Regions from separate parts of the Sus scrofa genome. Here region 2 is linked to region 1. The links are chromatin contacts, called in public HiChIP or PLAC-seq maps. All regions are on one chromosome and are shown on one strand. Each heading gives the region's core, a stretch centred on a gene start, on an enhancer-like site or on the middle of the called end of the contact. The rest is flanking DNA. Distances are from core to core; before and after follow the strand shown. Region 1 has its middle 15 kb from the start of ADIPOQ. Region 2 overlaps ST6GAL1 (beta-galactoside alpha-2,6-sialyltransferase 1).

Region 1 (3,753 bases), core at 408-2,907:
AATTGCCTTGTATTTTTAAGTACAAGTTTAAAGTTTTATAAACCATATCTATTTATCTTTTCCTCTGTTTCTTCTCTCATTTTAAACTCAGAAATCCTCCCCCACTTAGAGACTTAATAGCCACTTTTATGTACATTTATGTTTTATTTTCTACTTTCAGTTAATTTAACTTTCTGATCTTTTTATAATATTTTTCAAGCACATATAAGGGAAGAGCCAAGCATATTCCTTTTCTCTAAATAACTGAAATGCATAAAGTTCCTTTTATCACATATTAAACTTTTTTTTTCTTTTTAGGGCCAGAACTGTGGCATATGGAAGTTCCTGGCTAGCAGTCAAATTGGAGCTGCAGCTGCTGGCCTACACTACTGCCACAGCAACACTGGATCCAAGCTATATCTGCAACATACCTGCAGCTTGCAGCAATGCCAGAATCTTTTTTTTTTTTTTTTAAGGGCCACACCATGGCACATGGATGTTCCCAGGCTAGGGGTCTAATCAGAGCTGTAGCTGCTGGCCCACGCCATAGCAACACCAGATCCAAGCCGTGTCTTCAATCTACACCACAACTCACAGCAACACTGGATCCCTAACAAACTGAACAAGGCCAGGGATCAAACCCACAACCTCATGGTTCCTAGTCAGATTTGTTTTCACTGCACTAAGATGGGAACTCCCCAGCAATGCCAGATTCTTAACCCACTGAACGAGACCAGGGATCAAACTGCATCCCCACAGACACTATGTCAGGTCCTTACCTGACTGAGCCATAACAGGAACTCTCACATTAAACTTTTTAATCTGTCTGAGAATTCTGATTTCAGGAATACTCTGTATTAACTGCTACAATTTTATATCATGCATTTTATGAGCTGCCAATCCCACCTATAATTTATTATTTTTGGTAGCCTAGCTGCCAATCCCACCTATAATTTATTATTTTTAAAAAAGTATTCTTATATTATTTCATCTGTTTGCTTTTTCAGATGATCGTCATATACACACAAGTACGAACACCTCTAAAAATTTGTCAGCAGCAACAAAATAAGAGAAAGAATATAGCTACAAGCTATAAACTTCAAAGTGTGGCTACTAAGGAAAAAGAAAAAATTCTGACCGAGCAAAGTGCAGCTTCTAATCCCACTGCAGCCTCCTACCCGCTGAGACCGAACCCAGAAAAGAAAGGGATTGGACAAATTCCTGAGATCTCTCCCTAATATTCCCCGACCTGCTGTTAAACTGACTCAAGAGCTAAGCAAGCAGCCCGAGAAAACACTCCTCAGGGTATAGGCCCCAATTCAAGGTCTCAATAGAAACGAGAAGAGCCCCTGAGGAACTAACAGTCCAGAGGTTAGGCCACCATGGGGCCAGGATACATGGCCAACAAGATAGATCCATTCCTTGTACTAGATATTTAACTTCATTTCAGAAGAGAGAGTAAAACCTAGGTTACGCAATAGAGGCTGCACACAGAAGCCCCACAGAAGCGTGAAGCGAAAGTAGACTTTAGCCCCACTCTGCAGCTTGGAGGTAAGACATGCAAGTGTCAGGGATGGAAGAAGTCATGGAGAATTCATCCTAGAACTGACATTTTGAAAGACCTGCCCACATTCAGCACAAAGAAGCTAGAAGCTGTCAGGTTTACCACAGAAAAACAGAAAGAGAAACACAACGTGCCGAAGAGGAAGCAAGAACCCAGTCTGGGACGAAAAAAATCTATATACGCTAAGCAAAAACAATTTTTTAACTTCCTGTGGGTGCCTCTTCTGTGGAAGATTGTGATAAGGACATGATAAAATAAGGTGGATCTCAACAATAAGAGGTAAAGCAACAGAACTTCCAGGACATTGTTAAGTAAGAACGGGGAAAGCAGGCATCCTTGTTCTGTACCCAAGTTTGATGGGGATGTGTTTTGTGTTCCATTATTTTTTATAACACTGGACATTGTTTCGAATGTGTTATTCTTTATCATGTTAAGGAAAGCGCATTCTATTTCTCATGCATAAAATACTCTTAATAACAAGCAGTCGAACATTGACTCAACCTATTTCAGCTGGCATAAACAAGCTCTTTTGCAAGATCCTTTTTTTCCCTCTTGCATCACACTTACAAAGAACCTCAGTGCAGTGCTCAGAACTTGTCCAGATGAATGATGAGTGAGACATTTCATCATATTTCCTTTTAACAACCAGACTTTCAGTCATATAGCAAATTCAATGATTTCATTTTTCAGAGGCAAGTTTTCCCACTACTGTTATTTATAGGATTGCCACCATTAGGGCTACAGGTTTTATAAATACCCTATCCCCAAAATGTCTTGAAACTAGAAAGAAGAAAGAGCCCATGAGATTAGTGTTCAGTATTTTTTCTACCAACATGAGCTTTAGAGTCAGGTGGTTCTAAGTGTGAATCCTTGCTCTACAATTTGGATCACAGCATCACTTCTTTTTAGAGTCAGGTGGCTCTAAGTGTGAATCCTTGCTCTACAATTTGGATCTCAGCATCACTTCTTTAAGCACAAGTTTTCTTATCCGACAATTTGGTTTATGCCATTGAATGTACAGAGTGTTTTAAGGATTAAATGAAATAATGTATGTCAACCAGGTACTTCAAATGACTGTTTTTATTGTTTGCTTTTTAGGGCTGCACCCGAGGCATATGGAGGTTCCCAGGCTAGGGATCCAATTGGAGCTACAGCTTCCGACCTACACCACAGCCACAGCAACATCAGATCTGAGCCATGTCTGTGACCTACACCGCAGCTCACAGGAACTCCAGATCCTTAATCCACTGAGCGAGGCCAGGGACCAAACCTGCAACCTCATGGTTCCTAGTCAGATTCATTTCCACTGTGCCATGATGGGAACTCCTGTATTTATTTATTTATTTATTGGGGGCTGCATCCATGGCATATGGAAGTTCCCAGGCTATGGGTTGAATCCCAGCTACAACTGCCAGCCTACACCACAGCCATGGTAACAAGAGATCCAAGCCACATCTGCAACCTACACCACAGCTCACAGCAACCCAGGATCCTTAAACCACTGAGCAAGGCCAGGAATCAAACCTGCATTTTCATGGATGCTAGTCAGATTTGTTACCACTGGGCCATGATGGGAACTCCTGTTTTATTATTTTTTTAATTATTATGTGTTTGGCACACAATATATATTCAATAAATATTTACTGTGTGAATGAATGATCTCTAAAAAGAATCTGAAGATGAAATAGAAAGTCTCGGCCCATAAGACATTTCTAAGCGGGAAATTAATTGCCAATAAAATAAATAGTTTTTTTATTTTTCTAGGTGTGATTTCATGGGGTCTAACGATTTAATTCTGTTACCCCATTACCAAGTATTCTTCCTAGCTAGACCTCCACCTGGTACCTGGGCACAGTCACAGACTAATTCCTGACCCCTTGTATTCTTTGGATACAAAGAGCAGAAGTCAACTCAAGCTAGCTTAAGTTAAAAGAGAAAATGGTACAAAAATCTAGGAACTGTTCTCTCATGTGACCCACAGTCAAGTATACAACAGAATGCCAAGAAGAACTGGAACCAAAATGTGGAAAGTTTCTAGGAAACCATGGACGTGCATGCTCCCCCCCACACACACCCACTCTCTCTCTCTCTCTCTGATGTTCAGTTTTGTTTCTCTCTGGTTTTTTTTTTTTTTTTTTTTTCTATATAGCTGGGCTTCTTCTAGCCCTAGATTGCAGGGCAGAAGGTGGCCACCCCAGAATTTCAAATCT
Region 2 (3,753 bases), core at 782-3,281, 170 kb before region 1:
CCATTGGCCAGCAACTCTCCATCTCCCCCTCTACCCCAGGCAACCACCATTCAACAGTCTATCTCTATGAAATATTACCCAGCCTCAAAAAAGTAGGAAATTCTACCAAGTCTGACAACATGGATGAACCTGGAGGACATTATACTAAGTGAAATAAACCAGACCCAGAGCAAATACTGCATGGTTCCACTTGCATGAGGTACCTATAATAGTCAAATCATAGAAAAAAATATACACCCTACTTCTGCACTGCACCTTTACTGGCTGGTGTGTGTGTGTGTGTGTGTGTGTGTGTGTGTGTGTGTGTGCGCGCGCGCACGCGTGCGCAAGCGCGCGCACCTGTGTGTTGTCAAGGGGCTGGGTAGGGGCGTCTTTTTCTTTTCAGCTAAACGGAAGCCCTTATGAGGAGAACACTTCATTCTCCCGCTTTTCCCCATACTAGGCAGGGTCTGGTGGGTGCTTATTTGATTGACTGGATGGAATCTAGGTAGCTGGCTGCACACCAGACAGATGGGCTACACAAGGCAAAGAAGATCAGGAGCAGTTCTGACATATTGAAAACCACTTATGACCAGAGCTTTGGAGTAAGAAGGCACCCTGAGTCCAATATCATCAAGTCAAGCTCCTTCTCTGGTTCTGAAAAATATCAGTTACTTGGAAAAACTTAAAGAAAGCTTAGGGGCATGAAAGTACCACCAGCGAACATACCTAGATCCAAATCCACCTTGACTGCTGGGTTTCTGTGCTACCCTGAGCAACTCACTTAAACACTTTGAGCCTTAGTGTCCTTGAGTGAAATGGTGTTTGGTGTCCACAGCTCACAGGATTGTCATGAAGATCAAATATGATAAGACAGATCTTATCATACATAGATAGTAGAAGTATTTAATAAGTGGTACCAGCTGTTATTTCAGGGTAAGTTCCATTAAGTGATCTGGGAGCCCCCGGGGTGAAGTCCAGTCAGCATGCTCTATCACTCTGCTCAGGATGCAGTTTTTCTCTCCCCATCCTGGACAAGGGCATCTGAGGAAGCCAGCCACCAGGTGCTGCTGGGGCTCAGCATCACCTCGCAAACTTTTTTTTTGTTGTTGTTGTTGTTGTTTTTGTATTTTAAGGGCTGGCATATGGAGGTTCCCAGGCTAGGGGTCCAATTGGAGCTGTAGTCGCCAGCCTACACCACAGCAACGCCAGATCTGAGCTGTGTCTGTGACCTACCCCACAGCTCATAGCAACGGCAGATCCTTAACCCACTGAGCGAGGCCAGGGATCGAAACCTCATGGCTCCTAGTCGGATTTGTTTCCACTGCGCCACTATGGGAACTCCACCTCACAAACCTTCTTACACTTACAAGTCAGAATTGAATTTATTTAAAGACCCAGATTTAGATATACATAGCTTTCCTGTTGAATCTCAAAATAGCACCTGGCCCATACATGCCTAAATAGATCTGCTGAAACTTCACAGTGTGACACTGTCCTCTGTAAAAACCCATCTTCTGGATGAGAAACCACCTCTTTGTTCCCCAGGGCTTTGTCACAGGCCAGATGCATAAAAAAGGCTGTCCTCTGCCTGTGAGGAGGCTGGGAGCTGAACAAACCAACCCAGGCCCAGCTACCGTCAGAAGACAGCTGGTGTCCAGAGGAGTGCTCCATGGGGAAGGGAATGAGCTCCTCGAGGGCACAGCTAGCTGTCCCAACCACAGCCTTTCCTCCAGCGACTCCAGAGTGCTATCTGGGCGTCAGAGTGGGGACTCCGTTTGCTCAGAAACAGACATGAAACAGCTGGGATAGCCGACCAAGACAAAAGAGAAACGAGACAGACCCCCAGCCTCCCAGAGTATCAAGATGAGAAAGGGCAATAATAGAAGAAGGGAGTCAGTCGCAAGTCAGTGTCACCAGGAGCAAGGTCAAGGGGCTGCCCAGGACCAGTGTTAAAGGAACAGGCTGGATGTTTAGTGACACTTACAGAAGGGGAAGAAGGAGAATGGGGAGGGAGGAGTACCCCCCCCAGCCCCCGCCCCGCCCTAGCAGGACAGGGAAGGGCTTTCTTGACAGTGGACAGTATACCCTGGGAAGTCAGCCACTCCCCTCTCAGGCCTGGCAGAGGGAGCACCGGAAAAAATGCCCTACTCAGGAGAAAACTATGCACCTTCTCAGCACACCCTTCCTCTTTATCAGATGCCGATCCCTAGGGAGCTATTTTGCAGCTCTTTGTAAGGCATAGCTGACTACTAACAGGCTTATTCCCTTTTGCCCCATAGTTTCAATTAAATTCCCTCCTCCTGTCCACCTTAGGGAAAAAACAGTTTCATTCCTGTATTCAAATTTTGACTTGTCCTCTTAACTGGTTATCATGTCTGCGTGGTTCTCTCGCATGAATAGAAGAGACTCTATTTGTATGATAGTCATGAGCATACTTTTTCCTGAAAATTATCCTTTCATTTTCTCCCTTCTGCTGGGCAGCTCCAAAGCAGCCCCAGGCTGGTTGCATCGGGCTGGGGCACTGGAGACCTGCCTCCCAGAGATATGGGCAGGCACGGCGACCCCTCTGCAGAGGCAGGCCCTCACGCTGCACTGGTAACCACGGCCACCCTTTACCAGCCCTTGCTGCAGTACACGGGCCTCTGAGAGGCATGCCCACACTCAGCAATCTCAGTGGATCCTACAAAGACCCTACATGGTAAATTTTCTGACTTCCTTTACCGATAAGAGACTTGAGTCTCAGAAAGATAAAGCAGTTTGCTCACTTCACTCACATAGGAAGTGCTAAGGGAGAAAATGATTAAGGTCTGTCTCTTAATTCCCAGTCAACTTTACCTTGGCTTAGTTTCTTTTCTTTTATTGAGATATAGTTGATTTAGAATAATGTATAAATTTCAAGTATACAACATAGTGATTCACAATTTTTAAAGGTTATACTCCATTTATTATAAAGTACTGGTTATATTCTCTGTGCTGTACAGTATTCCTTGTAGCTTATTTATTCTATATATATATATGTGTAGTTTGTATCCTTTTTAATGAATATTATTACATTTATAGTTGTACAACGATCATCACAACCCAATTTTATAGCACTTCCATCCCAAACCCCCAGCACATTCCCCCACCCCCCGAACCTGTCTCCTTTGGAAACCACAAGGTTTTCAAAGACTGGGAGTCAGTATTTATACTACAAAGCTACACTGATCAAAACCATATGGTACTGACACAAAGACAGAAATATAGATCAGTGGAACAGGATAGAAAGCCCAGAATTAAACCCACACACCTACATCAACTTATCTATGACAAAGGAGGCAAAGATGTACAGTGGAGAAAAGACAGCCCCTTCAATAAGTGGTGTTGGGAAAACTAGACAGACACATATAAAAGAATGAAATTAGAACACTCCTAACACCATGCACAAAAATAAATTCAAAATGGACTAAAGACCTAAATATAAGACCAGATACTATAAAACTCTTAGAGGAAAACATAGGACAAATTCTCCAACATAAACCAGAGCATTATCTTCTCAGATCCACCTCCTAGAGTAATGACAATAAAAACAAAAATAATCAAATGGGACTTAATTAAACTTCAAGTGTCTGCACAGCAAAGGAAACCCTAAACAAAATGAAAAGACAACCCACAGAATGGGAGAAAATCTTTGCAAATGAATCAACTGACAAGGGATTGATCTCTAAAACTTATAAACACCTTCTACAGCTCAATACCAAAAAAAACACACAACCCCATAAAAAAAATGGG

What was found. HiChIP or PLAC-seq counts read pairs in DNA pulled down with a chosen protein or histone mark.
Region 2: an H3K27ac HiChIP or PLAC-seq map of alveolar macrophages shows a contact between it and region 1. The contact joins two enhancer-like sites. A contact is called at or near these places in 3 of 47 Hi-C or Micro-C datasets (blood and liver) and 1 of 2 datasets of contacts at active chromatin or transcription factors (alveolar macrophages).

Annotation. Positions count from the first base shown.
Region 1 is chr13:124,647,410-124,651,162 of Sscrofa11.1, reverse strand. No RefSeq gene overlaps it. Among named protein-coding and RNA genes, the nearest start is that of ADIPOQ, 15 kb to the right of the region's middle. Within about 2 kb of position 1,657, at least 23 of the 83 cell types and tissues checked have an H3K27ac peak or open chromatin away from gene starts, as enhancers often do. A contact at or near this core is called in alveolar macrophages, where this site is marked.
Region 2 is chr13:124,812,984-124,816,736 of Sscrofa11.1, reverse strand. The region is part of intron 4 of ST6GAL1 (beta-galactoside alpha-2,6-sialyltransferase 1); the gene reads right to left. Among named protein-coding and RNA genes, the nearest start is that of ST6GAL1, 120 kb to the right of the region's middle. Within about 2 kb of position 2,031, at least 17 of the 83 cell types and tissues checked have an H3K27ac peak or open chromatin away from gene starts, as enhancers often do. A contact at or near this core is called in alveolar macrophages, where this site is marked.